Regions from separate parts of the Mus musculus genome. Here regions 2, 3, 4, 5, 6 and 7 are each linked to region 1. Evidence: chromatin contacts called from public HiChIP or PLAC-seq and promoter capture Hi-C data. All regions are on one chromosome and are shown on one strand. The core of a region is the stretch at or near the end of the contact, and the rest is flanking DNA. Distances in the headings are between cores, read along the strand shown. Region 1 holds the start of Dis3l (DIS3 like exosome 3'-5' exoribonuclease). Region 2 holds the start of Snx1 (sorting nexin 1). Region 3 holds the start of Fem1b (fem 1 homolog b). Region 4 holds the start of Cln6 (ceroid-lipofuscinosis, neuronal 6). Region 5 holds the start of Snx22 (sorting nexin 22). Region 6 holds the start of Plekho2 (pleckstrin homology domain containing, family O member 2). Region 7 holds the start of Rbpms2 (RNA binding protein with multiple splicing 2).

Region 1 (4,140 bases), core at 854-3,353:
TTTCTCTGTGTAGCCCTGGCTGTCCTGGAACTCACTCTGTAGACCAGGCTGGCCTCGAATTCAGAAATCTGCCTGCCTCTGCCTCCCAAGTGCTAAGATCAAAGGTGTGAGCCACCACTGCCCAGCGAAAATTTTTTTAAGTTTTATATTTCTGTAACATAAATTAGTTTATTCTGCCTGATAGGCACTTTTTTGGTCCAGAGGTCTCAGATGGCAAACAAGACAAACCACCCACCCAACCAAGCAAAAGGGCCTGGCTTATTACAATAGGTCATCATCATTTCTAAGAACTAAGGAATCATGGTCCTCAACATAATGGATAAAGCCAGGCCTGGGTGCATGAGAATCCCAGCACTTGGGGGGGGGGGGGTAAGTAAGAGCTCATGGCTAGCTTCAGCTACATGTCCTGATCCTGTCTCAAAAAGGCAGAGAGAGAAAGGAGAGGGTGTGAGGGGAAGAGAGGCTAAGTACCAACTAAGCTACAGCCTTATTTTAAATACTGATAAAAATCAACTCTCAATAAAACTCTAGCTATGCTCTATTCCTTAAAGGGTGGTTCATTTGCAGACAATTTCTAGCTACAAAGTGCTGAGGAGAGATATTAAGGGCAGATTAGTACCTAATCAAAGTCGTTCTTCCAATCCATAGCATCAGTGGCTTAAAAAAGATAGGAAGGGAGCTGGGGAGGGATTGGTGGACAGTTATCTAAGGCATTTTTTATGTAGAGAACAATTTTGGCTACTCACTGTCCTCTGGTCTCTCTGGAACTGACTCCTGTATTAGACAGGGAGAGCCTCTTTCACTGTGGAGAGCTTTAGGGACTCTCCTTGCACTGTCTGGTGCCTGTTTGCCAGCTCTACATTATTTTCCTGTTTGTGCAAGTCTACCTTGAGTTTCACCAAGTGATTTGACACAGAGATATGAGGAGGAGGAGGAGACCATGACCCTTTAGCATTCCCTTAGGGTGAAATGAGAGACTGGTCCTGGTTTATTTCAGCTGCGTTGGAAGAACCAGGTGTTTCCAGCCAACTGGGCCAGCCACATTAACCAAAGGTTGCCAAGCAGTAAATTCCTTTGGTGCAGGCGCTCTCTCTTTTATTCACCAGTGACTAGATGATGCTTAACCTGCTTTGAAGTTGAGCAGTTTCTAGCTTCAAGATTGGTTCTGAAACATAATAACTAGGTATCCTTGGGCACTTAAGCTCCCTTAATGCAGCCTCACAGCCTATAAAATGATACAAATAAACACCCACTCCTTTGATTTAAGGAAGCTAAATGATACTCTTGCTCCAGTGGGCTCAGTGCTTGGAGAATCCAGGGTGTGTGGTCTCCCAAGATACCGTCCTTTTTGTCAAACACTACAAGCACAGTACTTAGAGATCATGTCAATAGCGGCTCTAAGAAGTCCTTTGCCCGAGGCTGCCAGCGCTATAAAAGTTGTAGAGTGTTTACCCCAGAAGGACTGGTTTTCATTTTATCTGTAGTGTTTGAATGTTTACGTGTATTAAAATTTAAAATAAGCATATTTTTGAAGAGGAAAACCGGTTTGGCCAGCAGGGTTACCAGCTTTTTTGCTGAGCTTTTCAATTCTTTCAGATACTGCAAAAACAAGGACGAGAAAACTCTACAGTTATTACCTCTGGTTTTTGTTTTGTTTTTTGTTTGTTTTTTGTTTTGGTTTTTCGAGACAGGGTTTCTCTGTGTAGCCCTGGCTGTCCTAGAACTCACTCTGTAGACCGGGCTGGCCTTGAACTCAGAAATCCACCTGCCTCTGCCTCCCAAGTGCTGGGATTAAAGGCATGAGCCATCACTGCCCGGCATTACCTCTGTTGCTATGGCAGCCCTTCGCACACGGGCCTGTGGGTAGAAACAAAGTAAAAAAAATAATAATAAAAATAAAAATAATAATCCTTTTACACTCGACTCTTAGACTACCTGCCACATCCTACCTTCACACCCGAGGATTCTTCGGGTGAAGTTTATCTACACTTTTCCCGCCCGGGGACAACTAAGGCACAGAGAGGAATAAAAGGCGCGAGTAGGACTGGGCCCGGAGGATTCTCAGCCCTGGCTAGGTCGCTCCCGGTAGCGGTAGCGGGAACGTGAACGCTGCTGCCTGCCCGACCAGGCCCGAGGGGCGGGCCTCAGGCCTCGGTCTCGCCTGAGCCTGCCGCCTGCCGCCCGCCGCCCGCCGCTTCCCGGCCACAGTGCCGGGCGACGCCGCCAGCATGCTGCAGAAGCGGGAGAAGGTGCTGCTGCTGAGGACCTTCCAGGGTCGGACGCTGCGGATCGTGCGTGAACACTACCTGCGGCCCAGCGTGCCTTGCAACAGCCCGCTGTGCCCGCAGCCTGCCGCCTGCCGCAACGGTCAGAGCCGGGGTGGACCGGGAAGGCCCGGGCGGGAAGAGCGAGGGAGGCCGGAGCCGGAGAGGGAAGCCGGGGCTCGGAGAGCGAGAGAAGCCGGGACTCGGAGAACGAGGGAAGCCAGGACCAAAGGAACGAGGGAGGCCGGGGCCTGACGTAGCGAAGGCTGCCGGGCGCGAGCGAAGGGACCTGAGGCCTGAGGAGCGAGGGTGGCAGAGGCCCAAAGAGCAAAGGGAATCCCGGCCTGGCGTCGCGATGGCGGCGGGGCCCTAGTGAAGGAAGCGGGACCCAAGGAGAGAGGAGAGCGGGAAGCTGAGCAGCGAGGGCGGCTTAGCGCTGGCATCAAGGGCGGAGCCAGACCCTCGCGGACTGTAGGCAGCCGGAGCGAGCATAACCGTCTGGGCTCGGCGGTACTGGGGCAGCCGGGAGCGGCCCTGGAGCGTCCCCGGTGCGTCCAGTCTTCCCTCCCAGTGGCCGGCACAGGCAGGACCGGCCTCTGCAGCCTCAGGGGCGCTCCTCTCCGGACCTGCCTGCTACAATAGCCGGGCTAAGTGGAAGAGCCTGCAGGCACCGGATGCTTCGGTTTTTCCAGGGGGACCTAAGGGCGTAGGCACCTCCTCCTTTCTGCCCGAAAATGCTATTGGCACCTTACTCCTGAGCGTATTACGCTGGCTGGACATTTGACATTGCCTGCTCTGCTCCTGCCAGTACGCAGACCCTCCAGCTGTTTGTTACCCCTAGTGGGAGATGAGCGTGAGGGGGTCTTTTCAGAATACATGATTGAGGTCACAGCTTGACCAAGGTGTCAGTTGAGTGGAAGCCCATTGATTGAACAGCGCATCCTTTTTAGGACGTTCTCCTCAACCCTAGAACCGTGTAGCCGTGTTAGGAAGCTTCAGACCGAATAGCCTTGGAATTGTTAGATGCTTACAAGGGGTCAACACACACACACATGTGCACTCTTGCCCTTACATATATATACACGTGTGTATATGTAGATAGAGATATAATGGATATGTAAGTAGCCAACGCAGTCAGTGCTCATGCATGTCTGTGATGGCTTAGTAGAAATTTAGTTTCTTCCAGGGACGTACTTGTTTTTAAAATATCATTCTTTCGAAGAAGTGCTGGCTACAACATAAACCATGTTGGGCTTGTATTTAATCACAGCTGAGGGGAGGGGGAGCAATGGAGCTGAACTTTGAGCCTCCACCAAAGTAGATTTGTCTTGTCTTTTAAAAACTTCAAGGTGAAATTAAGATGAGAAGTTATTTTGCACACCGGGAGCACTGTGACATTGAAATAGTCATAAACCAGGTTTGAAAATGTTACCTAATGGCTTCCACTCTGAATTATGTTTCAGATGGGAAGCTCCTGGCTGCCGAAGTCACTCATTACGTGATCCCAGACTGGAAAGTTGTCCAGGATTACCTCGAGGTTCTGGAGTTCCCGGAGTTGAAGGGAGTTATTTTCATGCAAACGGCCTGTCAAGCTGTGCAGCACCAGAGAGGCCGGAGGTATCTGTTTTGCATTATTTATTTATTTATTTATTTTCAGTACCGGTTCCCCTGCCCCCTTTAGAAAAGGTCCCTTGTTAGAGGGAAAGAGGAGGAATTCATTATTTTGTCAGAAAGGATTTTTGAAACTAATTTGGTATTCTCTTTGCTGGTGAGGAATGTAGTAACATTTTATATGTGTGCTTCAACACCTGGCCAAAAGATCTGACTGTAGATCAATAAACTGCTGGGTCCCCGGGATGTACATAGTTAAGATTCT
Region 2 (3,848 bases), core at 462-2,961, 1.8 Mb before region 1:
TTGCATGCTGGGATGTCTAAGGGGCGTTAGCGGAGCGGCGGCGAAATGTATATGGGGCTTGTAGTCTTAGCCAGAGGATCGTGTAACGGACTGTTATACGTCACCAAATGCCCCACTCAGTTCCTAGGAAGAACTAAAGATGAATCCTAAAGAGGTAGGGGAAAGGAGATCAAGGTTACTACTACTGGAAGATATTCTAGAACGGAGACTCTACAGCTATTTCTCAGAGGAAGCCACTTCCAAACAAATTTTTCTTACTTTCTGACCAGGCCGGAAGTGGATTTCCTTTGCGGTGAAAGGGGTTATTTTGGAAGACCAATGTTGATAGGCATGCCTACGGACAGGGAAGGCTTAGTTTTCTTATCTCCTAGAAACTTAGTTTAGTGCAGCTTCTCTCCATGGGGAGGATTTCTATCGACCACCACCCAAATTACAGCGAGAGAACTTTATCTGTGTTCACTATGTAGTAATGATAACGGAGATGAACATCCTAAAAAAGCATTTCTTAACCTTTTTTTTGTGTGTTCATGGCTGTGATGGGTGCCAGTTACAGAGTTGATTGTGTTTCCACCTCAAATATTTATTAGACACTTAATTTGCCATACACAATGTGTATGCAGGAATAAAAGTTACAAACTAAGACACTCTCCTGACCTTCAGGCAGTTTACTTTATCTGTAAGGGAATCCACCCCTAATGTTGAGTTTGCAGTTGTAAACAGCCAACTTTGCTAGGCCTGGTGGCTCATGCCTGTAATTCCAGCACTTGGGAGGCCGAGGGAGGAGCATTGAGTTTGAGGCCAGCTTTGGACACAGAATTTCAGGCCTGCCTAAGGTGGTTTCAACCAGAAAAGCAAACCACCTCTGTTGGTGTTAGTGGCAGGTTTCAGCTCCTTGAAAGGATCATCTTGCAAATTAGTCCGTGATAACATAACCTATGTTATCTTTAAACTCTAGTTGACTTCGACTCACCAACCTGTGATTAAGTTCCGGGAACTTTTTTTTTTTTCGAGGCAGGGTTTCTCTGTATAGCCCTGGCTGTCCTGGAACTCACTCTGTAGACCAGCCTGGCCTTGAACTCAGAAATCCACCTGCTTCTGCCGCCCGAGGGCTGGGATTAAAGGCGTGTCACCACGCCCGGCTATAACCCAAAATTCTTAAGGACCGAATTTAATACACGGAAATCTCCCCTTTGTGTGAAGCCTGGCTTCTCAAAAAATCGATAACTTCTTTTTATTGTTGCACACTGTAACACTGAGTGTGTTTAAATTGTTGACTTACAAGACTGCCTCATTAAACTGTGAGCCAGGAGCTTTTGTGTTTGTATTTGAAACGCACAGTAAGGTGCCAAGCTCACAGTGAATGCTCTGTATATGTTAAATGAATTAATGTCCAAAAACTAAGTGGCAAAACTTCCTGCAGTCGTTTCAGCCCTCAATCAAAAATATTTATTGAATCTCTCAGAGAACACTGTGCTTGGCATGAGCAGGTGGCATGCAGAGGTTTTCAAACATTGTTAGTCACAGACTTTATTCAAACAGAACCTTAGAAGCGTGACAGATAGAGCCATGCAGGGCACAAAGACCCGGAGGAACTCCTCAGCCTCTAGCTCCTCCTCTGCCTACTTGGCCCGCCCCAGTGCAGCCTTGCGGTTCAGTGCTTGGATTGGCTGAGCAGCAGCCCAGGCCCCGCCCTAGGTCCCTCCCCCAGGTTCCGCCCCGATGGTCCCTCTGGGTCCATAACGGCCCTCGCGCACCTCACACGGCTGGAGCGCTTTGCTCGCGGCACTGTCTATAAAGTTGTTGTTGCTGCTTCCGCCACGGGTGGAGGAAGATGGCGTCAGGAGGTGGTGGCTGTAGCGCTTCGGAGCGACTCCCTCCGCCCTTCCCTGGCATGGATCCGGAGTCGGAAGGGGCTGCCGGGGGGTCAGAACCCGAGGCTGGGGACAGCGACACCGAGGGGGAGGATATTTTCACTGGCGCCGCGGCAGCCGTGAGTTCCCATCCTTGGGGCAGCAGACAGAAAAGAGCCCCCCAAAAGAGAACCCTTATTAAGGGTTCGAGGGCTTTGAAGATAGTGGGCCTGGTGGGAAATCTTCGCTCGGTGTCAGCAATCAGGACTCCAGGGCCCTGAGTAGGAAACGAGCCCTAGAGCCTGGCTGCCCAAGCCCGGGCGGGAAGAGACGAGGGGTGTGGTGGCTTCACCACGGATCCTTAATAGCCAAGAGCAACCTAGGCCGTCCCCTGGCCCAGAGGTGTGGTTACCCCAAGGATTCAGCGGGCATTTCTGCTGGTTGTGTCCTGGGCAGACTGACTTTAAACATGACAAATTAGAAAATGAGGTGCAGACCATCAGTTCCCTTGTTTTATTGCACCGAAAGTGGAAACGTGATCTAGGAAGGACCATGACCCGCCCACTGATCCTCCTGTTATACCCAGCACTTCCTGGTCATTACCAAAAGCCCATTCTGGATACTAGTTTATGGAAGTTAGGTTGTGACTCCTTTGATCTCTCCAGGAATCAGGGCAAATGCTGGTTGAGAGAAATAGATTACACGGATCAGAAAGCTTTTGTTTCTGTTAAAAGGATGCATTAAAGTGCTTGGAAACAGATCTGTAAATGTGAAGGGAAAAACTGTCTCCCATAATAAATATCTAGGTTTCAAATGAGAGCTAGCTGCTGGCAAAACAACCAAAACCTCCTTGTCTTTCCGTGTGGAATGTCATGGGTTAACAGCACCAGGAGAGATGTTTTGGGCTGTTTTATGAGAACACTGACTCATACCACTCGGTACAGTTAGTTCCAGCTTAGAAACGTCTTCAGTACCGAGTCTATGCAGTTATCTTCCTTTCTTGGTTATTGTTTCTCTTCAGAGTAGCTAATCAGTATCAGACTGAGTTAAATAACTTTAAATTCTGTATATAGCATGTGTCTGAAAACTTGGAGGTGCCCCTTACATTAGAAAAAATTTAGATTTTGGAGGGTTTTTTGTTTTTGTTTTTTTTAACATGGCCGTAGTTAAAATTTTACTATGTTGAGAAATTGAAGGCTATAATCATAAAGTGGTTGCTGGTGCTAATGACAGCAGATTGTCTAATGATGTCTGCTACTCTGAGAAAGAGTAACTTGCCGATAATGGAGTCTTTATTTCTGTTTAAGTATCTTTATATAGTTACTCTCATAAATCATGGAGAACAGCTACTGTTAGTAACTTCTGAGATGATGGGTGAAATACCTGAAAATTGAAACTGGCAGGGAGGAGCTGTTGTCCAGAGTTCTTAGTAAAAAGCACGAGACTGTGGTTTTACTGACCTCATCCAGTTAGTGATGGAGGCTTGATACTTCTTAAGACTGTAAAAATCTCTTGTCTTCTTCCCAAAAAATGAGGGAAGGATAGTCAGAATTACTTTGCTCTACCACAGAAAGCAGGTGCTGAGGTCAAACCCAGCTTGTTGCAAATGCTAGTTATACATTCTACCACTGAACTATGTCCTCAGTAGCTAGATATCTTTAGATTTGACCCAGAATACTACTCTTCAAGAAACCAAGGCTTCACTAAGCGATTTTATTAAGCAACCATTAGTTATAAATTATATTTTTAACAGATGCTTTAGTTATGAGACAAAGAATTTAGACTTCTACACAGTTAAAATGAAAGAAAAACACTGAAAAATTAAGAAATTAAGTTGGGCCTATTGGCTCAAACCTATAATCTCAGCTACTCTGGACCTGAGGCAGGGGCTCTGTTGAAAGTTCAGGTTCAGCCTGGGTACACCGAAGATTACAGAGTAGGTTGTAAAGTCTGATGCTAATCTAGGCAGTCTGCTTGCTTATTTTAACTTTGGTTTTT
Region 3 (4,157 bases), core at 932-3,431, 1.5 Mb after region 1:
CCGAGTGCTGGGATTAAAGGTGTGCACCACCACGCCCGGCTTTCAGCTTGCTTTTTTATACCATCCAGGACCACCTGCCCAGGGTTGGTACTGTCCCCAATGGGCTGAGCCCCCATCCCCATCAATAATCAAGAACATGCCTTACACACTTCCCTACAGACAATCTGAGGGAGGTGTTTTATTTCTGCTGACATTCTGCCTTGCCAGATGACTCTAGCTTCTGTCAAGTTGACAGGAAACAAACAAACAAAAACAGAAGACAACAACAAAACAGCCTCCAAGCCTCCCAAAACAAAAACAAAACAAAAAACCACTCCCCTTCAAAACCTTCACAACTAGCCAGCACAGCCTAAAAAACACTTGATTTTCTTACAACCTGAAGTCCCAGCGCAAAAACAGGCCAGCTTTCCCTTCTACTAGTTATGTCAGCAGAAGTTAGGGATTTAAGAGATGGTTCAGTGGTTGCTTTTCCAGAGGATACAGGTTCAATTCTCTTCCACTACATGCTGGCCCACAACCAATCTTTAGTAGGACCTGATAATTTCTTTTGAAGGCACAGTGGCATTCATGCAGACACAGAACCCGAATACATAAAATACAGAAATAAATATTAAAAAGGAAATCTTATCTTCAGTTCTTATTTCCAAGACTGTTTTTTTTAATAGTGTAAGCCCCCTCCCCCCGACATTTGCATAGGGATCTGAAAATAGGTAACTGTTTTAGGAGATAATCTGAGAAGTGGTTTATCCTCCACTTAATCCCAGCCTCTCCTAACTGGCCTTTGAACTTCTAAACTCTTGCTTCCTGGGCTATGTTCTGCACACATTAGGGAGCATGCATGTGATCTTAAAAAAAAAAAAAAAAGCGCCATCTTGTCACTTTTCTATTTAAAACTCCCTAAATGCAATCCCAGAGTAAACCAAACCGTTTGCATAGGTCACTGGGCCACATGACTTGCATCCTGCTGACTTAATCCTTTAGAACTCTTCCTACAGTCAGCAGCCACACTGCTTCTGTTCTGAGCTCACCATCTGTCTTCTGCTCAGGATCTTTGAACTATTTCCATTGTCCAGCCTCTGTTTCAGGCACCTGTTACAGAGGACTTCTCTGACCACCCAGGCGAAGTCTCCTAGTCCACACCCATAGCCCTTGTTTCATAGTAATGACATGAATCCAACAACTCTACATCATTTATTTGTCTGCTTTCTCCACACAACCACACAAGCCCCAGGAGAGAAAGGCCTAGCCTAGATGAAGAAATCTCTGATGCTAACCAAAGCCTTGTACGTGAATGGCTTATAGCATTCTTTGGATAAATGCTCTTTTCAAATCCTAACAATTCTGTGACGTGTAAGTGAGACAGCGGAGGTTCTGCAGGGTCAGGACTAGAGACTGGTTCCATCTGGCTATGACTGCTGCCTCTTAGCTCTTTATCTTACACACTTAATCCCCTTTCCTGGGAGGTCTGGTGAGGCTTTCAGTTGCTTTTCAGTGAAGCGGCTCTCGCCCTCCCAAATTTCGGAGGCTCATAATAGCCCTTATTCAAAAATGGATCTTTTGGGTGCTCTTTCCCCTTTTCCTGTGGCCCCCACCTCGCGCCCCCGCGCGTGAATCACTGGCAGACAGTATCCCACAGTAATAATCATAAAACTGGATGTGCTTTCTAGCCCGTAGATTCAGTAGCCTTCTCTCCGCCCCCAGCCTTGACTAAGCATCCTAGGGTCCTGTGGGGGCGAGATGGCTACTTGCGTCAAGGGCACTAGGGACTTTCAAACCCGCATCAGAGCTCAGCTAACTGCGCACAGCGGAACCTTTCTTTAGGATAGCCTCGTTTGCCCGCCGGTCGGTTTAGGAAGCAATACCTACTTAAGCGTCCCTCCCACTCCTGCCTTCCCTCCCTCCCTTCGGCTCCGTCTGCGGCGGCTGCTTTCCTCCCGCCCTAAGTTCCGGTGCTGGTGCTGCCGGCGCGGTCCGCGAACACCCACGCGCGGCTCACGGGAGCCCCGCTCGCCAGCGGACCCTTTCGATCGCCGGTGGGCGAGTGCCCGCGGTTTTCCTGCGGCGAGGAGCTAAGTGGAGGCCGTTCCAGACCCTCCGGCCCGGCGCGGGCAGGCGTGCACATCGCTCGCTATCCAGGGCGTGCGCGGGCCTCTCGAGACCCCAGCGGCGACCCGTAGCTCGGGCGCGCGCCTGTCGCAGCCCGCAGGAAGGAGGCGGCCTGAGACCCGGGGCGGCGGCCGCCATGGAGATCCCCTCGGCCCAGGGCCGGTGCCTGGGGCCTCGGGGGCGGCCCTGACCGTCCTTCTCCCCGCCCGGGCCGGGTCCCACTTGTGCCTCCGGCGGTGCTCGGCCACCTCTGCGTCTCCGCCCTCCCTGGGTCGCGCTGCTGCCTGGACACGGCGGCGGCGCCCTGTTGAATGGGCTGTGAGGGCCCGGGTCTGAAGTGCTGGTGGACGCGGCCTCCGGGGGCGCAAGGCAGCAGCAGCGGTGGCGACCAAACGGGTGTTGGAGTTGGCGGCGGCCATGGAGGGCCTGGCTGGCTATGTGTACAAGGCGGCCAGCGAGGGCAAGGTGCTCACTCTGGCTGCCTTGCTCCTTAACCGGTCAGAGAGCGATATCCGCTACCTGCTGGGCTATGTCAGTCAGCAGGGAGGACAGCGCTCCACACCCCTCATCATCGCAGCCCGCAATGGGCACGCCAAGGTGGTGCGCTTGCTGTTAGAACACTACCGTGTGCAGACCCAGCAGACCGGCACCGTCCGCTTCGACGGGTAGGTACATCCCAACTCCATCCTCCCTCCGACGCGCGCGGGCCTCCCAAGCCCTGGATCCTCTCATCCTTCATTAACCCTGTTTTCATGTGTGGACTCAGTTCTTTTTCATATCCCTTCACCCCCATTGATGCCCACCTCGTCTCCCAGAGCTATGCTTTGCTGCCTTTTCTTATCGACTCCTACCCTTTTCCCCCTGTAGGTGGTAGCCACACCCTGGGTCTTGAGATCTATAGTCTTCATTAGTCAGCGAACACGCACTGTCGGAGTGGTGGCTGCCCATCTAGGTTTTTGTATCTTTATATCAGCACTGGCGTAGTAACCTAGATCGGAAATTAACGAGATCAACAATTAAAATTGAGGACCTTTTGATGCTTCATTTAACCTCTCCATATCCCTTCTCCTCCCGCTCCCCCCCTCCCGTGGTCGGATCGAGCCTCAAGCAGGTCGTGGGACTATCTGTTAAAATAAGCCCCTAGAATCTTGTCATGCAGCTGGGCATCTCTAGGCACGGTTCTGACTCTCCCACAATGCTGGCCAATATTTTTGGCTGTACAGGTGGCTCTGGGCCTGGCGTAGAAGTTACGCCATTGCTAAATTACATGTATAGGGTGATACAGTGGGAAGGTTTCACAAACACTTAACATTGTTCAAAAATTTACTATTTACTATTATTCTAATATTTTTTTTCATTTGAGGTTAATTGTACATATTTTTGGGGGGCGGAGGAAGATAACAGAGTCGTCACGTTTGATACCTTTTTTTTTTTTCCTGTGCTGAACGATTGCGGAATGATTGGCATAATATAGCTGTATTCAGTTTGCTTTGTTTACATTGGTTTTTGTTGACCTGTAAATGAATAAGCTATTACTAGTTTAGCATTTTCTTTTGCAGTAGGTGGAATCTACGTATAGAAATGCAATTTAGTTTTGGTTAGTAAAAACTGCCTGACCAAAAAAGCCTGTTTGGAAGCATTCTTATATTCTCTAGCCCCTCCCTCCCTCCCTCCCTCCCTCCCTTCTTCTTTGCTACTTCTGGTCTCCAAAACCAGGTCTTGCTGCATAGCCCAGGCTGACCTGGAATCCCCCAACCTCTTGCTTTAGCTTCCATTATAGGTGTGGGCTTTAAAGCATCTTTTTTTTTTTTTTTTTTTTTTAAAGATGAATGTTAAATTTTGTTTGTTTTTTTTTTTTTTTTTTTTCCTCCTTAAACCATAAAAGCTTTTGAGTCAGTTTTAAATGAGAGGGAAATGATTTGGACTGTTGTATTCTAATGAAATGCCAGCCCCTGGGTCATAGCTTATATTTGGTTCTAGTGTAGATAGTAGGAAGATGAGCAAAGATGGCAACCTGATTCATGCCTATTCTTTGGCTTTGTGTCCTAGAG
Region 4 (3,825 bases), core at 1,082-3,581, 1.5 Mb after region 1:
ACAGGCAAACTTCTGAACCAACCGTTTCCTTCTGCGGGGCTTTGACAGTGATGGCAGATCACACAGGGGAAAGGTACCTCCCCTCAACACCGCAAGATGAGGAACCTCAAGCTTGTCCCAAGTTCTGACTCCAAACTTCCCAGGCTGAGCCCCCTCCCCCCAGGCCACGTTGGTTCTAGGCCCCCATCAGGAGCGACAGACTGAATGGAGGAGGATATCGGCTTGGCGAAAGCCAATGCCAGTCCAGGTAACCTGAGGCAAGCCCAGCCTTTGCTCCTGCTCCCCTCCTCAGCTTCCCAAGTCTACCACGGGGCGGGGGGCACTGACACCTCGACAGCTGGGAAGCCAGGACCAGGCAGCAGCATCTGCAAGCCTGGGGGGCAGAAAGGCAAAGGGCTTGTCTAGAGAGTTGTGTACGGGGAGTAGAGAGAAGGGCTCCGGACATTTCAACAAAAATGAAGACGTGCAGACAAACAATGAGGAAAAAAAGAAAAGGTCCCAGAGACGGCTGTGGTGGCACTCACCTTATAGCACTCAGGAGGCAGAGGCAGGTGGATCTCCAAGTTTGAGGCCAGCCTGGTTCTACAGATGGAGTTCCAGGACAGCCAGGACTATGTAATAGAGTCCCTGTCTAAACACAAAAAGCAAAGACAGCTTAAATAATGTAAACACTGTAGCGTCGATGGACAGATAACAGGTAGAACAACCGTGACAGCCACAAATATGGAAGATGGTTTTGATCCCCTTAGTGCCGGGGGCAGCTTGTGGAATGTCTGCTGAACTTGTAGAAGGTTTTTGGGCGTTTTACAGCCTGAGCCTCAGTCTGGTCAGGCACCTCCTTACTGCACACTGGACCACTTCCTTATCAGTCAGAGATGATGACCTAATACTTAGAGTATAGGGACCCTCAAGTGACAAGAAGCTGCTCAATAATGTGCCTAAGGGCAAATCTGCCCTGATGACGTGTATATACAAACTAAGATGGCTACCCTGTGACTACGCCACGGAGAGCTCATAGGATGACCACCAGGTAGAAATGTTACCAGAGGCAGCACAGCACATGCTCAGAGAATTGCTCCCCAGTCGGAACTATGAAAAGGCTGCCCTCAACCCAGTCTCCCAGAACTTCCCCCACCATTCCAAACAGTGCCAGGGACTTCCTAAAATTCACCTGGTGCACATGAGTGCTCAAATCTCTCCACGGCTCTTTGGTACCTGTGGCATATGGAATATACATTTTTACCAGGTCACTCAGGTGAGGAAGGTAAGGGGTCTTTCCTGCTCAAAGTGAACAGCCTCCCCACCCAGAGTAGGTGCCTCCTCCAACTTCAGACTCTAGGGCCTTCTCGGCCAACTCTGGGACATTCAGGGCACTTTAAAGTTGGTCCAGCCCCTGTCGTTGATTTTCTCTTACACGTGTGACATGTCCAACACTAGTATGTATAGTCCTTGTGTTTCCTCACATCCTTCCACTGTCTACCATGTCCAGTTTCTGTGGCCTGGGAAGAACCACGACTTCCTGCATGCTATGCAGTCACTACCAACTGGATTACATCCCCCTAGAAACCTGCCTCTGCCTCCTGAGTGATGGGGTTAAAAGCATTGCCACCATGCCCGGCAGTAAGTGTCTGTCCTCTGCAGAGTCTTGTACTGTTCAACTCCAGAAAGCCCTCCAGAATTAGCTGTCACCTGCTTTGGCTCAGACTTTCCTGTTTGCCATCTGGCACAACGCTAGGCACATGACAGGTGTTTAATCAATACATGTGACAGGCGGGAATGCTTTGGTCAGTGGAGCGGATGGAGGCAGACTGGAGGAAAAGATGAAAGGGCGGGTTTTGCGCCTCTGGCTCTGCCCTGTCGAGCCAGATAAACCCCAAACATCTCCCCTCTGAGGGAAGGGGTCTCTCATTCAGGATGGGAGAGTCACGCTGTCCCCGGTTAACGGCCCACTTTCCCTGGGCCCTGAGCCACCGGATTCAGAGCAGAGTCACAGTCTTGCCCAGAGCAGGAGGTTCCTAAAAACTTGGAAGTGGCACAGGGACTCAGCCAGGCTGGCCGGGGTGGCCCCCGAGTAGCCTATCCCTGCGGTTTCCTTAACCCTGGCGAGGTCTCTCAAACTCTGGGGCCCCTCGCGGCCTCCCTGTCCCCGCTCCGCGCGCACCTGGCCTGCACGAACGCGACACCGGGGCCGCCCGCCGCTCCGAGGAGCTGCCGCCTCCGCGTCGCCGCCTCCATGGCCGCCACGCTCGGCCTCGCCTTCCGGGAGGAGAGACGGCTGCGCGGGCCGCGCGGAGCCTCGGCGCCCAACGCGGGGAAGGCTGGGCGGGAGAGAGGGAAGCGAGCGCGGGGCCCCAGGGCGGGCGGGAGGGGAGGGGAGGAGCTGGAGGCTGGAGGGGAGGAGGGAGGAGAGAAGCTGGAGGAAAGAGCAGGGGGAGAACTGGTGAAGGGAGGAGGATAGGGAGGGGCTTGGGGCAAGACCGGAGAGGAGGATGGAGTGTGGGGAGGAGGGAGGAGGAATGAGAGAGCGGAGGTGGAGGGAGACAGCTGGAGGGCGTGTTTTGTTTGAGAAGGAGGGGCCTAACTTATGTCCCAGAGGTCTTGGGTCTTAGTTGAATCTGCACTCCAGTGGGGAAGCCTGGCGTCTTGTTTGTTTGTTTGTTTGCTTGCTTTTGTTTTTTTCCTGGGTTCTCTGCATTTCTGCAGGAAGGAAGCCTTGCCTAGCCGGGCTTGAGGGTACTGGACGAAGGTGAACCGGGGACCTGGAATGACCAAGCTGTGAGGTCATCAGAAGACCCGGGGTCTTTGAGCCCTCCTTCCTCAGATTAAAGACTGCTCGATAAACTATCCACTGTGCTTTGATAGGTGAAGAGAATAGTGAATTCTCTCCTAGTTGGAGGACAACGAGGTGGTCCAGAATCCAGTCCTGGCGTTGGGGAAAGACACACACCCCTTCCTCATTCAATTGTGTTAAGAACCTCGTAAGTTCTGTGCAGGAACCTATGAGCCCTGTTCAGAAGCGCTTCTGTTCGTAGCTTCTGGTAATGGTGGAGGAAGTTCTGAGGGTTGTGTAGCCATAGAGGCAGTAAGGCCAAACAGGCATCACAGGAAGGATAGCTGACAGAGAAGTATGAACTGGAGACAGGAAAGAGCTCCAGGCAGAGGGAACGGCCAGAATTCCCCACACACCCACCCCTCCTCCTCCCACACCCTGTCCAGAGACTAGCTGGTATGGAGGAGTGGAAAGTTGTGTGAGAACCACGCTGCTCAGGGGAGTGAGAGACTGGCTGAGATGGGGGAGAGAGGGGTTTAGATTGGAGCCCCCAATCCCTGAGAACCTCAGGAAGGGCCCTGGCAAGAGACTGGCATATGTGTGCATTTCAGGCACAGCCCAGAGGCAGAACCAGAGATGGAGGAGGTGCAGCCTGTCGGGTACCAAGTTCTAATGAGGGTCCTGGACTGTATCAGTAAAGGGGGGTTGGGGGTGAGACATGCCCAGTGGTGTGGGAGCTATCTTCTTCGGATGCATGGCTGTAAGGGGAGAGGAGTTTAGATGTGACCAGGCGCTGCATCTAAGTGGGTGGAGCAAGCACAGGTAAATGAGACGTCATCTTTGGACCCACGAAGCTTTGGTTGGGTCAGGATGCTGTTGGACCCATGGGTGTGAAGCTCAGACGCCATGTCGGTCGGTAGGAGCCTGGCAGATAGATTGAGCCGCAGGAACATAGATGGCATCCAGAACCCAAGGAGACAATGTCCCAATGAGAAAAGAGAACAGAAGCCAAACATGAGAAGTATCTGCAAGGCACACTGTCTGGGGACCAGTGT
Region 5 (4,175 bases), core at 963-3,462, 1.7 Mb before region 1:
CTGAGTTCAATTCCCAGGAACCACTTGGTGGCTCACAACCATCTGTAATGAGATCTGACACCCTCTTCTTGTGTGTCTGAAGACAGCTACAGTGTACTCATTGAAATAAAATAAAAATTAACAAAACAAAAACCGAGCAACCAAAAAACTACACAGCAATTCATTCACAATAATCTCAAATTACAGCTGAGACATTTCGGGTAATGCTATTGTTGCCAAGTTTTTAAGACACCCACATTCAGTTACATAAATGTATTCAGGGAACCAGAACCATTAGGAGCCCCTCTCTATCCTCTTCTCTCCTCTTCTCTTCTCTTCTCTTCTCTTCTCTTCTCTTCTCTTCTCTTCTCTTCTCTTCTCTTCTCTTCTCTTCTCTTCTCTTCTTCTTCTTCTTCTTCTTCTTCTTCTTCTTCTTCTCTCTCTCTCTCTCTCTCTCTCTCTCTCTCTCTCTCTCTCTGTCTCTGTCTTTCCCTGTGTGGGGGGAGTTATTAGAGTGGCTTACAGGCTGTGGCTCAGTTAGCCAACAATGACTGTCTATTAACAGAAAGCCCAGGAATCCGGTAGTTGTAGAGTCCACGAGGCTGGCTGTCTCAGCTGCTCTTTAGAGTGTGTTTGGATCCCAGTGCAGGCTGTAACACCAGTGAAGGAAAGCCTGAACAGCAGGATCTGCCCCTGACGGCGAGTGAAGGCAGGCAGCAAAGAAGCCAAAGTTTCTTTCTTCCCTGCGCTTCACAGAGGCTGCCCTGAGAAGGTGTGGCCCAGATTTAGGGTGGGTCTTCCTACCTCAAATGATCCTGCTGTTAACCAAAACTCCGGTTTGGTGGTCTTTTTTTTTTGTTTGTTTGTTTTGTCTTTTTAGTTAACTCTACCTGTAGCCATGTTGGCAATTCAGAATAACCATCACACATGACCCAGTTTGAGAACAGAACACTGGGCCATTGAGCACTTTACCTAGAGCCCAGTAAGGAGTGTGGGGCTGAGGTAGAAATGGAAGCCATTTCTGTGTTTACACATGAAGTGATCATTCTGTCTTGAAATCTTACTATAGCCAGGCAGGCACACATCTTTAATCCCAGTACTTGGGAGGCAGAGGCAGGCAGATCTCTGAGTTAGAGGCCAGCCTGGTTTAAAGATGGAGTTTCAGGACAGCAAGGGCTACACAGAGAAAACGTATCTACATATTTAGAAAAACCAAACCCAAACTAAGCAATGTGCCAAACAAAAATCCTACTACATTCTGAAGAAGACCAGCAGGGCGGATGAGAGCAGCTGGGGCCACCGCCTCTACACTCATTTTTGTTCCTCTTCTCTACACACATTTCTGTACCTACTTCTTATTATCTGTCCATCATCACCCATCCATCCCAGCTGAACAAGCCCATAAGGAAGCCACTATTGGGTCCTGGCTGAGTTGCTCAAGCTGACTTTGAATTCCTGGTTTCAAACAATTCTCTTGCCTCAGCCTCATAGATAAGTGGAACCCCTGGCCCGTGCCGCCCAGCTTCACTCAGTGTTTATACTTATGTTACCTGCTTTACAGCTGTGCAGAAACTCCACACAGTTCTTGATATCTAGGCCATTCGACTTTCAGTGCCAAGCCTGGGTTTTTAAACTGCCTCTTCCCCATACACTAGCTTGAAGCAAACTAGGCATGCTAAGGTAGGAAGGATGAATGGATGGACGGGTGGATGGAATAAATGAATGGTTTGTAGGTGCTCATCAAAGCTAGAATGGATCCCAGCCTCACCCCGGCACTACCTCAGTTGGAGTCTTCAGGTGGTGCTACCAGGGACCACATGAAAGAGGGAAGGTTGTGGTGGCTAGGTTCTCTAAGAACAAGGATGGTCCTAACCGGAAGCCCAGACCTGAAACCCACTGTGCCTTCCTCTGACACCTTAGCATCCAGGACATTCAACAAAGACCAGGTGAAATTTTAGAGAGACCAGGTAAAATGTACCTCGGCTGACTACCTGGGATACTAGGGAAATGTTTGACAAATGGGTGACCCTGCTGAAGGTTCCTTCCCTTGCATGGCGACCCATGGTGTTATCTTCTGGCCTCAGGACTTTAGTGAGCCAGGGAACACCCTGGGCGTGGCGAGGGCGGGCTCCCGTATCAGAGGGTGGAGCCTGGGGCTGAAAAATCCAGAGAGTGGGGCGGAGCCTACGGCCCGGGGGCAGGGCCTGGAGCCCGAGGGCGGGTCAGCCTCTTAGGGCTGCTTGGCTGCTCCAGGGAGTTCGGGTGCCCAAGCGCTCGATCCGGGAGAGGCTGCAGCCGGGTCGGGGCGCGGATGCTGGAAGTTCACATTCCCTCGGTGGGGCCCGAGGCCGAAGGGCCCAGGCAGAGTCCAGAGAAAGGCCACATGGTGAGCAAATGGACGAAGAGTGTGTGCGGGGATCTACCGATTATCTTCGCGATCAGCGCAAAAGGGACCCAGAATTCAGGGCTAGGACATTCGTCGCAAAGGTTCGGGGTTACTTGGCTTTGCCAGCCCCTTGGACAATGGTTTGGGCTCTTGAGGGGTCGCTTGGAGCAGAGGGGAGGGCCGGTTACCCTTTTCTTTCAGGTGTGTCTGGGGTTCGGAAGGGGTTTCCCTGATGGTGGCACGCCAAGTCGGCTTTGTGCCTTTCTAACACCAGAAATTGGGCGCGTCTCGCGGCGCGGGTCCTACTGCATCCTTTGGACCCGCCGTCTGCACTCCTCCGCCCGCCAGGTGTTCCAAGTGGAGGTGCTGTACAGCGGACGCAGACACACCGTGCCGCGGCGCTACAGCGAGTTCCACGCTCTACACAAGCGGGTGAGATGTCGCGGACTACCCACCGATTTGGCTCCAGGCCAGGTCCCTCGGTGGCATGAGAAAGAGCTCTGATCCCAGCTTCTGGTTGGTCACCCCCATTACTGTCCCAGCCCCCAGGAGGGTGCAGATCATAGGCGACTCCCCCTGGGCTGCAGGGCCCCTCGCGGGGAGGACGCAATGGCTAGAGCTCAGCTCAGACTGACCTTGTCCGTGTGCGTCCTTTCCACTCTCTGGCTTGTCACTTCTGTCCCAACCACCTCTTGCCAGCTGTCCCAGGTTGAAGCTTAAAGACAGACATATAGAGAGGACTGGAGAAAGTCCTCAGCTAGATGCAGTGGGCTTGAGTGCTTTGCTGGGAACTCACCTCTGTAACTGATGTACAGATCAAGAAACGGTACAAAGTGCCTGACTTTCCCTCAAAACGCCTGCCCAACTGGAGGACCAGAGGACTGGAACAGCGCCGGCAGGGATTAGAGACCTACATCCAGGTGTGCACGGGGTACACTTGGTTGCCCCTAAGTCTGAGGGACCAGGGGAGACCCAGTTAGAGATGTGGGAGTGTGTTGGGTCCCACAACTTGGGGTTGTTATTCAGTATCTCAGGCTCTTTATCCAAATGAGTACGAACTTTTCTATCTGGGTTATTGAAAGTTTTGAATAATCCAATGAGTAGATTCTTCACCCTTAGGGTGTTTTCCTGTATTTTCTTCATGAGGTGTGTGTGGACTCCTTCCTCTAACAGTGATAGTTATTTGACTAGCCTGCCCACTTTGTGGTGCTAGTCTTTGCGGTTCATTCCTTAGGATGACCCTGAGTTTGGGCTAATACTTATTTCTACTGCCTTGAAAGTCTTCATTATTTTGGAACAAATGTCCTCAAAATTGTTGTAATGGGTTGTGCAATTAGTAGCTGGATCTTATCTGATTGCAGACTTTCTCTGCCTTCTTCTCTAGGGCATCCTGTACCTGAATCAGGATGTGCCCAAGGAGTTACTGGAATTCTTGAGACTTAGACATTTCCCTACAGACTCCAAGACCAGCAGCTGGAGGTAAGGATAACCCTGCTCACGTGGCAAGGCCCTCGGCCGCAAAGGGAACCTTTAGGATAAGCTTTTTTCCTTTTTGAACGGACTGGGCCCTGGCCTGGTTCTGATACACCGCTTCCCTCATCACCTTTCCTGACTTGGAACAGGGGCTGCTTTTTGGTGGACAGCTTTGGTTACTCTAACTGCCTTGCCTCCACCTCCGGAACTGGGCTTGTTACAAAATAGAAGCAAGAGTCTCCTGGGCTATAGTGTCTCCACCCCCTCCTCACCATCCCCCTGGGTATCCTCAAGCAACTTAGTGTTTCTCTTCTTTTCAGCACCCTGGGGGAATTCC
Region 6 (3,900 bases), core at 126-2,625, 1.2 Mb before region 1:
ACCAAAAAAAAAAAAAATTATTTTATGTATATGAGTGTTTTTTCTGCAGTTATGTCTGTGCACCACTTACATCCCTGGTACACGAGGAAGCCAGAAGAGAACCTCGGATCGTCTGGAACTGGAGTTCCAGACAGTTGTGAGCCACGATGTGGGTGCTGAGAATCAAAGCCAGGTCCTCTGGAAGAGCAGCAAGTGTTCCTAACCAATAGGTCATCTCACAACCCCTCTCCACCCTTTAGGTGTAAGGACCAGTTCCAGGCACGAGGGGCAGTGTGTTCCATCCTCTTTCACGTTGAACTGAAAAGGACCTGAGCCCAAAGGCCAGCAGAGGGCAGTGAAAGAGAAGTTTGGTCAACTGATGTAGCTGAGGTTAGGTCACCCAGAGTCAAAACAGATCATCATTAATCTATCCCACAAGCACAAAATTCTGGGTGCTGTAGCATGCAGCACACCTGACTAGGAAAGATAGTGTGTGTGTGTGTGTGTGTGTGTGTGTGTGTGCGCGCGCGCGCGGGATGCTGGAGGTTTGGCTGTGACAGTCACTCTCCGAGCCTGTTTCTTCAAAATAAAAATAAAAGTACATGGTAGAACTTAAAGGGTTTCTTCACTCTCTAGCAACGTGGTCAGGTCAGGGCCGAAGGGAGTTAGGGTGATGGAGTCGGCTCACAACATGAGAACCAGAAAGGGGTTGAACGAGGGAAAGGAGAGCACAGAGTTTGGGATTTCAGAGACCCTCTATTAAGGAACCGAGTCCAAACTTGATTCTGGTCATAAATTCCAAGCTCATGGCCGGCCCCACCCTGAAGTTCCACAGACCGAAGACCATAGCCACTACTTCAAATTGGGGGAAGAAAGGGGACGAGCCTCTTTGTGTACTCATTTCTGAACTGCCCTGGCAGCTGGATCCAGTCCCCCGCAACCCAGGCCCACTGGGTTAGGCAACCTCAAAGGCATCAGCTACCCACTGCCTCCCGGGCTTGCTTGGTCAGCCGCGCCCCCGCCCCGCCCCGCCCCGCCCCCGCCCTGCCCCACCCCGCCAGCATCCCTCGCCTCCGCCTCTGGGCCGGAAGCCCCCTCCCCCTCCGTATCCCCCACCTCCCTAGCCTCTACCCCCTCCCAGTCCTTCTCCCTGCTTTGGTCCGGGAAACCTCTCTCCGCCCTCTTCCTGCTACTTCAGCTCCGCCTAGGTTCTTCCGTCCATTCCCGGAGCTGAAGACAGGCCCCGCCCAGGATCCGCCCTGGCCCCGCCCCTGAACCCCCCACCCGGCCATGCTCCTCACCCAGCTGCGGGCGGGGGCTTGGAGGCCGCTGTATCCCTCCCTGGCCCCGCCCCCAGCCCCCGGAAGCCCCTCCCCGGCTCCAGCCCCGCCCCCCGAAGTTTCTTGGGCCCCGGGCGCCCGGCGGGACAGAAGACAGCAAGCCGCCGCCCGGCTGCGCGTAGATGGAGCAAGCGGAGCCCGCGCAACGCGGGCAGCAGTAAGCGGCGAAGCCGCCGGACCTTGCAAACTCGCCATGGAGGAGGAGGTGAGGGCGAGGGCTGGGCCAGACGGAACAAGAGTGCTGGGCTCGGGTGCTGCCCGTCCTACTTCCACGGGTCTTTCTGCACAGTCCTTCCCTTCAAGCAGAACCTGGACCAATGGGGTAGGGGCGGGATGGAGGTCTCGTCTGCATCCCGCCGACAGCATCCTCAGTTATGTTTTGGGCGTTTCTTACCAACTGGAAACAGTGCCTGTCATGGTTCCCATTGGATTGATGGGGAGACTGAGGCTCTGGAGAGTTGGGTGACTTGCTGAAAGTAGACAGGGTTGCTGTGCTTGAATCCCGTTACACCCTTTCTTGGCTTTCTTTGCCTGCCTCAGCCAGGTCTGCTTCTGAGGTGTGTGTTAGGGGAGGGAAGTTCTTCAGGGTCCTGGGTCACTGTTTTCAAGAAATCTGAGATTGTAACGGAGCCTGATGGCAGGAACGAAGAAATTGCTTTTGTCTTCCTTGTGTAAATATCTCAGAGTTCCCAGTGCTCTTGAGCTGTGTCTATCAGAGGATGTTAGTTGAAGGGTCAGGTCAACTGAGTCTCCCGGTAGCAAGGACTGGATCAGCAACGTCCCTTGGGCCTCCTCTGCCCTCTGCATACAAACTAGATTTTGGCCACATTCTCGTTATCCAAGTATTCAGTATACAGCAGTCACTTATTGCACGAGTAAGAAGACATTCTTATCCCTTGAAGGGCGGGGAAGAAGATGAAGCCTTCCCTCCTGTAGCCACCCAGGCCAGCTGGGGAGCCTTCAGTGAGCTCAGCCATCCGTATTCCTGTCAGTGAGCACTTGCGTATTTCCTGGAGTCACTGCAAGGCTGGCTGTTCCCTCTAGGCTAGACCCCGAGTTTCTGTGAGGTGGTAGATAAGTCACTTCCCCTCTCAGCCCGGGTTTCCTCTTCTATGAAACACAGGGCCTACCCTCCTCCGCTAGACCTAACTGTGGTCCCTGCACTCAGAGTGGGTACAGGTAGGGGTCAAAGTCAGGCCACTATGTTTTGCTGTGGTTTCTTTCCTTGCTGTCATGGCGGCTGCCTGCCCTCGGTTCCACTCCTGCAATGGCTGTGCTCTCTGTCCAAAGCCCCTCCCCGTGCTCCCAGAGGATGTGGGTCAGAATTACTCCATCTCCTGATCTGCTTTGGTCCCCAGTTAAAGGAAGTTCTCCTGGGGCTTCCTGGGCTCAGCAAAGTCAGCCCTGTTCTCCCTCTGGTCCCTAATCTCTAACATGGCTACTTTGTGACTCCCAGATATCAAAAACTCCTGAAGTATCTGGGTCATTAAAGTCTTGTCCATGTTCCTTCCTCCCTTGAACTCCCAGGTCTCACCCACACAGTCAGGGTATCTCTGTGCCTGTCCTTTCTTTGGTACCCCTGACTCTTGTCGATTCCTGCTGATAGAGTTCACGTGTTCGCCTGTGTCTCTGTATCCATCCATCTCTAAAACACCTCTTAATCATGGTTACTTATCTGCCCTTGACCTCAGGCTACCTCATCTCCCTTCACATAATTGTCTTCAGCCTTCCTGCTTTGCACTTCCTGGATGCCAGCCACCCCTGAGGCCAGCCTCCCTTAGCCTCTGTATAGGATATAGGATGGTTGGTCCCTGTCAGGCTGAGGCTTGGAGGAGAGCTAGTTTGGGTTCGAGCATCTGCCTACCTGCGTTTTCTGGTCCTCATTTTCCCAGTTATAAAATGAGAAGGGGAATCTAGAAATTTGATAATGTGTGTACAAAAGCTTTGAAAACCAAACATATCACTGGTGGTGGTTGCTGACTGTGGGGTAAGGTTGGAAACCTTAGCTCTGCTCCACTACCCTCTCAAAGCCATGCCTTTCCCTGACTCTAGACTGCCCACTGTTGTCCTCATCCTTACTGAGACAGTCATGGCAGTGTCCTGTGGCAGTGCTGGTTTTGTGACACTGGGCTGGGCTCTAGTTCTTACTGTTGTGCTTTTTCTTTCTGTGGTAAAGGGGTTAAGAATGTGAAGTTTTATATGTGTGTGTGTGTGTGTGTGTGTGTGTGTGTGTGTGTGTGTGTGTGTGTTTTACCTGTATACATTTCTGTGAACCACTTGCCTATGGAGACCAGAAGAGGGCATCAGATAGCCTGGAACTGGAGTTAACCATGTTTGTGAGCCAGAGCTTGAACCCAGGTCCTCTGGAAGAAGTAGCTAGCGCTCCTAACTCTGCGCCAGCTCTCCAGCACCATGGCGATAGGAAGACTTTGGTACCTTTTTGCCTTTAATTCTCCACAAACACCTACCTTCCCAAAGCACTTCTTCACCAACTCCAGGCCCTTGTCCCAGCAGAAAGCTGGGATGGGGGAAATCCCTCAGGGTAAGAGCCATGAATTTCCCAGCACACAAGAGCCCCCTC
Region 7 (3,719 bases), core at 4-2,503, 1.3 Mb before region 1:
GGCCCTTGGTTTCCTGGGCAAAAGTATGCCAGGGCGGGGCAGGAAGGGTCTCTCAGCCCTGGAGTGACACAGCATACGTTAAAGAGCTCCCTAGGAGCCTAGAACCCATAGTAGTTGAGCCGGCCTGCCTAGTTTCCACTCGAAGTTACCTTAAAGGTTTTTTATCCCCCACAAGTACGTCGTCCTCACCAGGCGATAAAACCACGAGCAGTGATGATTCCTTGACGCGGTCTCATAACCTCTTTTTCTGCATAGGGCAGCTGGACAAGATTATGTCACCTCTCCTTGGAAGATCCCACCCTGGCCAGTGTGGGGTACTGGCTTGGCTACTAGGTCAAAGGGCGAGAACAGGGGATACTCAAGGCTTCTAACTTCTCTCTTTTCCGACTTTAATTAAATTGCCGGCTCAACTCTCTGAAGAAGCCCAAGTTCTGAGACAGGGCGAAAAGCCCGCCTGCCCACTGAGACCACAGCTCTAACCTAAGCGCAGGGCAGCCGGCCAGGCCTCCAAGGTCACGGGGAGGGGGCGAGGTGGAAAGGCTGGAGGGTGAGCCAGCTTCCCGCACCCACCGGGATAATCCCTCTCAGCTCCTTACAGTCGGGGCGGAGGTCCAGGCCACCCAGGAGGCGCGCCTCAGGCGAAGCGTAAGCCCCACCGGGCTTGGGGAAGGAGGGCAGCGGGAGTAGGACCTCCGCGGCGCCCCGAGCCCACCACGGGGACGCGCGCCCTCCTCGAGCCCCGGAGGGCGGGGAGACAATGCCGGCCCCGCCGGGCTAGTTCAGGCCGCACGCCTCCGCCCGCTGGACATGGGCTGCTCCTCCCCAGGGCGAAGGGCAGCGGAGGGAAGGCGCCAGGAGCGGTGGCCCGCAGGACCTCGCGCCGCCCGCGGCCCCGCGTGCACCTCACGCGCGCCGGCTCCCGCGGCCGCACACCCACCTCCTCCTCCAGCGGGCTGCCGGTGCCCGCGCCCGTGCAGTGCTCGACGTCCGGCTTCAGGTTGCTCATGGTGAGGGGGGACGCGGAGAGGGAAGCGGGACGCTCTGTCCCGTGGTGGGCAGGGGCACGGCGAGCCGTGCGCCCCCGAGGAGAGTGCGAGCTGGTGAGGAAAGCGGCTGCTGCCGCGTCAGGCTACGGAGAAAGGAAAGGGGGGGGGGATCACATTAAGTTTGGCGGGTGCGGGAGGCGGCCGGAGGGGCAAGGCACCGGGAACCCGAGGGAGCGGAGCCCGTGCGGCCACCGCCTCCGGCTTTTCAGGGCGGCCCGCGAGTGCGCTCGCGGCGGCGGGGGGCGGGCGCCGGAGGAGGGGGCGGGCGCCGGAACCGGCCTCAGCTGGGGCCCGGCCCGCCCCTCCCCCGCCCCGCCCCCGCCCCGCGCGCGGTCTCCGGGGGAACGCGCAGCCAATCCCCGCAGCCCAGTGCGGGCTCGCCCCGGCCCCGGCCCGGTCCCCAGCCCCGGCCCGGGCCGCGACGCTCCGGCCTTTCTGCCTTCCTTGGCTCCGGCGTTTTCCCGACTCCGCTTCCTTGGTCGACCCCCACCCCCTTCTCCCTTTCTCTCCCCGACTCGGCTCCCTTGCACCCCACCGTTCCCTTCTCCCAGACAAGTTTTTTAAACTTTGATGAACTCTCTCAGAGAACTTTTCTTAAAGGAGCCGCGCGGGCTTGGGTGGAGCTTGAGGTGACCCGCACGTTGCATCCCCAGCCAGGGCGAGGGCGGCGGCGGCGGCAGCGGGGCTCCCGGTTTCATGCCCAGATGTGGAGGTGTAGGCTGTCGCGAGCACATCGTTCGCCCCGAATTCCTGTCGGGTCCGGGCCAGCGGTTCTCTTCGCGCGAAGCAGCCGGGGACCGGGTTTTGGGGGTGAAGGCGAGGAAGGGGTAGGGCGGCAAACACCTGATCTTGAGCAAGTCACCGAGAGTTTTTTTTTTTTTTTTTTTTTTGGCTGAGTGACCTTGAGGAAATCACTTCCCCTATCTGGCCAGAGGATTCCAGCCCAGTTGGTGGGGATTAGAATACAAATTCTTTCCTCACTCTCACAACCTCCGTCACCTCAAAAGAGGAGGTGAAGGAAGCCCAATCCTTTTTAACTTCAGGAAGGGGGGGTACCTCGACTAACCTAGAAGGTTCCGTTCGTTACCTCCACCCCGCTTTTAAGACTTCTCACGGCTCGTTCTTTTTCCGCTCCAATTCCGAACCCCAGGGTGGGGGAGGGAAGAGCCGGCTGACGCCTAGGGCGGGGTCGCCTAGACTCCCACCCAGTGGTGGCGGGGGGGGGGGGGGGGGGCGGCCTCAGGGCCGGATTTTCCCCCAGGCCGAATAAATGCTGACCAGGACGTCTCCTGCCAGCAGCCTGTAAAAAACCGGCACCTACCTGAAGTCGCACTGGAAGAGTAGCGGCCCTGACTGCCCTGCGGAGCCGCCAGAGCACTGGGGTTCTTTCGTGCGCCCCTGCCCATGGGTTCCTTTATGTGCACTGAGACATCCCAGCCGCAGTCCCCGATAATCCTTGAGCAGCCATAGCTGAGAGGAGAGCGGATTGGGCTCGGCTCAGGTGTCTCCCGGTGGGATCTACTGCCCCGACTCAAAGCACGGAACTTAAGTCTTGGTAGCGGGATTCGGGGCGTGAGGCCGCGCTCAGAGGCGGTCCAGGTGAAAAAAAGTCTTGGTTTGCAGCCCCCTTACCAGTTAGGAACCTTGACCTTGGGCATTGGCTTAGTCCCTGGGGACTTCCCTGTGCGGACCTGCCAAATAGAGTTAGCTCCATCATGCGTGAGAGCTGTGCTGTGACTCCCTGATAACTTGTCATCTCACGGATAAGTAAATGGAGGTTTTGCCAATGATATGTTCACCCATTTGGGAAGTAATTGTTGAACCCCTACTGTGACCCGGGCCTGTGTACTTGACTATACTTATTTATTGGTAACACAGAATTGCCACTACACACACTAGTGCTAATGCTTGGGTCAGGCCCTGCTTTCTGCAAGAGTCAGGCACTGATAATCCGAGGTTAGGTGCTACACTTTCCCAGAGTTTTAAGGTTCTTCCAGCTTCCAGCATCTCCAGGTGTTTTCAATCTTGTGCGTCCTCAGATACCTCTACCACACTTTCCCCTCCTGCAAATCTTCCTATAAGTCTCGCGAAGTCTTCTTCCTTTGCCAAAGAGGAATTCCCCCTTCTCCCTCCCTCCTTCCCTCCTTTTAGGATCCTGCTGTAGAAGTCTGCTGTAGGGCTGGAGAGATGGCTCAGTGGTTAAGAGCACTGACTGCTCTTCCAATAAATAAATCTGAAGAAGAAGAAGGAGAAGGAGAAGGAGAAGGAGAAGGAGAAGGAGAAGGAGAAGGAGAAGGAGAAGGAGAAGGAGAAGAAGAAGAAGAAGAAGAAGAAGAAGAAGAAGAAGAAGAAGAAGAAGAAGAAGAAGAAGAAGAAGAAGAAAGAAGAAGAAGAAGTCGTCTGCTGTAGCTTTTCCAGGGGAGAAACCCAGTCAGTTTTCTAAACTTAGGTAACCCCTATAGGGTTGATTTGAACTTTTCTTTTTTAAATTTATTTTTTTTATGAGTATACTATACCTGTCTTTAGACACACCAGAAGTGGGCATCAGATCCCATTACAGATGGTTGTGAGCCACCATGTGGTTGCTGGGAATTGAGCTCAGAACCTCTGGAAGAGCAGTCAGTGCTCTTAACCACTGAGCCATCTCTCCAGCCCCCGATTTTAACTTTTCTA

Evidence for each region. Promoter capture Hi-C pulls out the DNA fragments that hold promoters and counts their contacts. HiChIP or PLAC-seq counts read pairs in DNA pulled down with a chosen protein or histone mark. Capture Hi-C pulls out chosen DNA fragments and counts their contacts.
Region 2: a promoter capture Hi-C map of liver shows a contact between it and region 1, with 4 times the contacts expected there. The contact joins the promoter of Snx1 here to the promoter of Dis3l in region 1. A contact is called at or near these places in 2 of 39 promoter capture datasets (liver and pre-B cells).
Region 3: a promoter capture Hi-C map of erythroid cells shows a contact between it and region 1, with 29 times the contacts expected there. The contact joins the promoter of Fem1b here to the promoter of Dis3l in region 1. A contact is called at or near these places in 1 of 39 promoter capture datasets (erythroid cells), 1 of 484 Hi-C or Micro-C datasets (B cells) and 1 of 115 datasets of contacts at active chromatin or transcription factors (large pre-B cells).
Region 4: a contact with region 1 is called in an HNF4G HiChIP or PLAC-seq map of pancreatic cancer cells. The contact joins the promoter of Cln6 here to the promoter of Dis3l in region 1. A contact is called at or near these places in 1 of 39 promoter capture datasets (liver), 1 of 484 Hi-C or Micro-C datasets (B cells) and 1 of 115 datasets of contacts at active chromatin or transcription factors (pancreatic cancer cells).
Region 5: a contact with region 1 is called in a promoter capture Hi-C map of liver, with 2.5 times the contacts expected there. The contact joins the promoter of Snx22 here to the promoter of Dis3l in region 1. A contact is called at or near these places in 2 of 39 promoter capture datasets (liver and pre-B cells) and 1 of 9 other capture datasets (liver).
Region 6: a promoter capture Hi-C map of erythroid cells shows a contact between it and region 1, with 18 times the contacts expected there. The contact joins the promoter of Plekho2 here to the promoter of Dis3l in region 1. A contact is called at or near these places in 2 of 39 promoter capture datasets (erythroid cells and liver).
Region 7: a promoter capture Hi-C map of pre-B cells shows a contact between it and region 1, with 2.7 times the contacts expected there. The contact joins the promoter of Rbpms2 here to the promoter of Dis3l in region 1.

Annotation. Positions count from the first base shown.
Region 1 is chr9:64,339,220-64,343,359 of GRCm38.p6, reverse strand. Dis3l (DIS3 like exosome 3'-5' exoribonuclease) reads left to right here and starts at 2,103. Exons shown (of 17, transcript NM_001001295.2): 1 at 2,103-2,367; 2 at 3,728-3,881. The coding sequence starts at 2,229.
Region 2 is chr9:66,122,749-66,126,596 of GRCm38.p6, reverse strand. Snx1 (sorting nexin 1) reads left to right here and starts at 1,711. Exons shown (of 15, transcript NM_019727.2): 1 at 1,711-1,990. The coding sequence starts at 1,832. It also overlaps a transcript of Ciao2a not described here.
Region 3 is chr9:62,809,672-62,813,828 of GRCm38.p6, reverse strand. It overlaps Fem1b (fem 1 homolog b), which reads left to right and starts at 2,181. Exons shown (of 2, transcript NM_010193.4): 1 at 2,181-2,771. The coding sequence starts at 2,524.
Region 4 is chr9:62,837,291-62,841,115 of GRCm38.p6, reverse strand. Cln6 (ceroid-lipofuscinosis, neuronal 6) reads right to left here and starts at 2,331. Exons shown (of 7, transcript NM_001033175.3): 1 at 2,162-2,331. The coding sequence starts at 2,235.
Region 5 is chr9:66,067,796-66,071,970 of GRCm38.p6, reverse strand. It overlaps Snx22 (sorting nexin 22), which reads left to right and starts at 2,212. Exons shown (of 6, transcript NM_001379335.1): 1 at 2,212-2,365; 2 at 2,714-2,797; 3 at 3,181-3,285; 4 at 3,750-3,844. The coding sequence starts at 2,291.
Region 6 is chr9:65,577,562-65,581,461 of GRCm38.p6, reverse strand. Plekho2 (pleckstrin homology domain containing, family O member 2) reads left to right here and starts at 1,375. Exons shown (of 6, transcript NM_153119.3): 1 at 1,375-1,524. The coding sequence starts at 1,513.
Region 7 is chr9:65,628,116-65,631,834 of GRCm38.p6, reverse strand. Rbpms2 (RNA binding protein with multiple splicing 2) reads right to left here and starts at 1,253. Exons shown (of 8, transcript NM_028030.3): 1 at 938-1,253. The coding sequence starts at 1,006.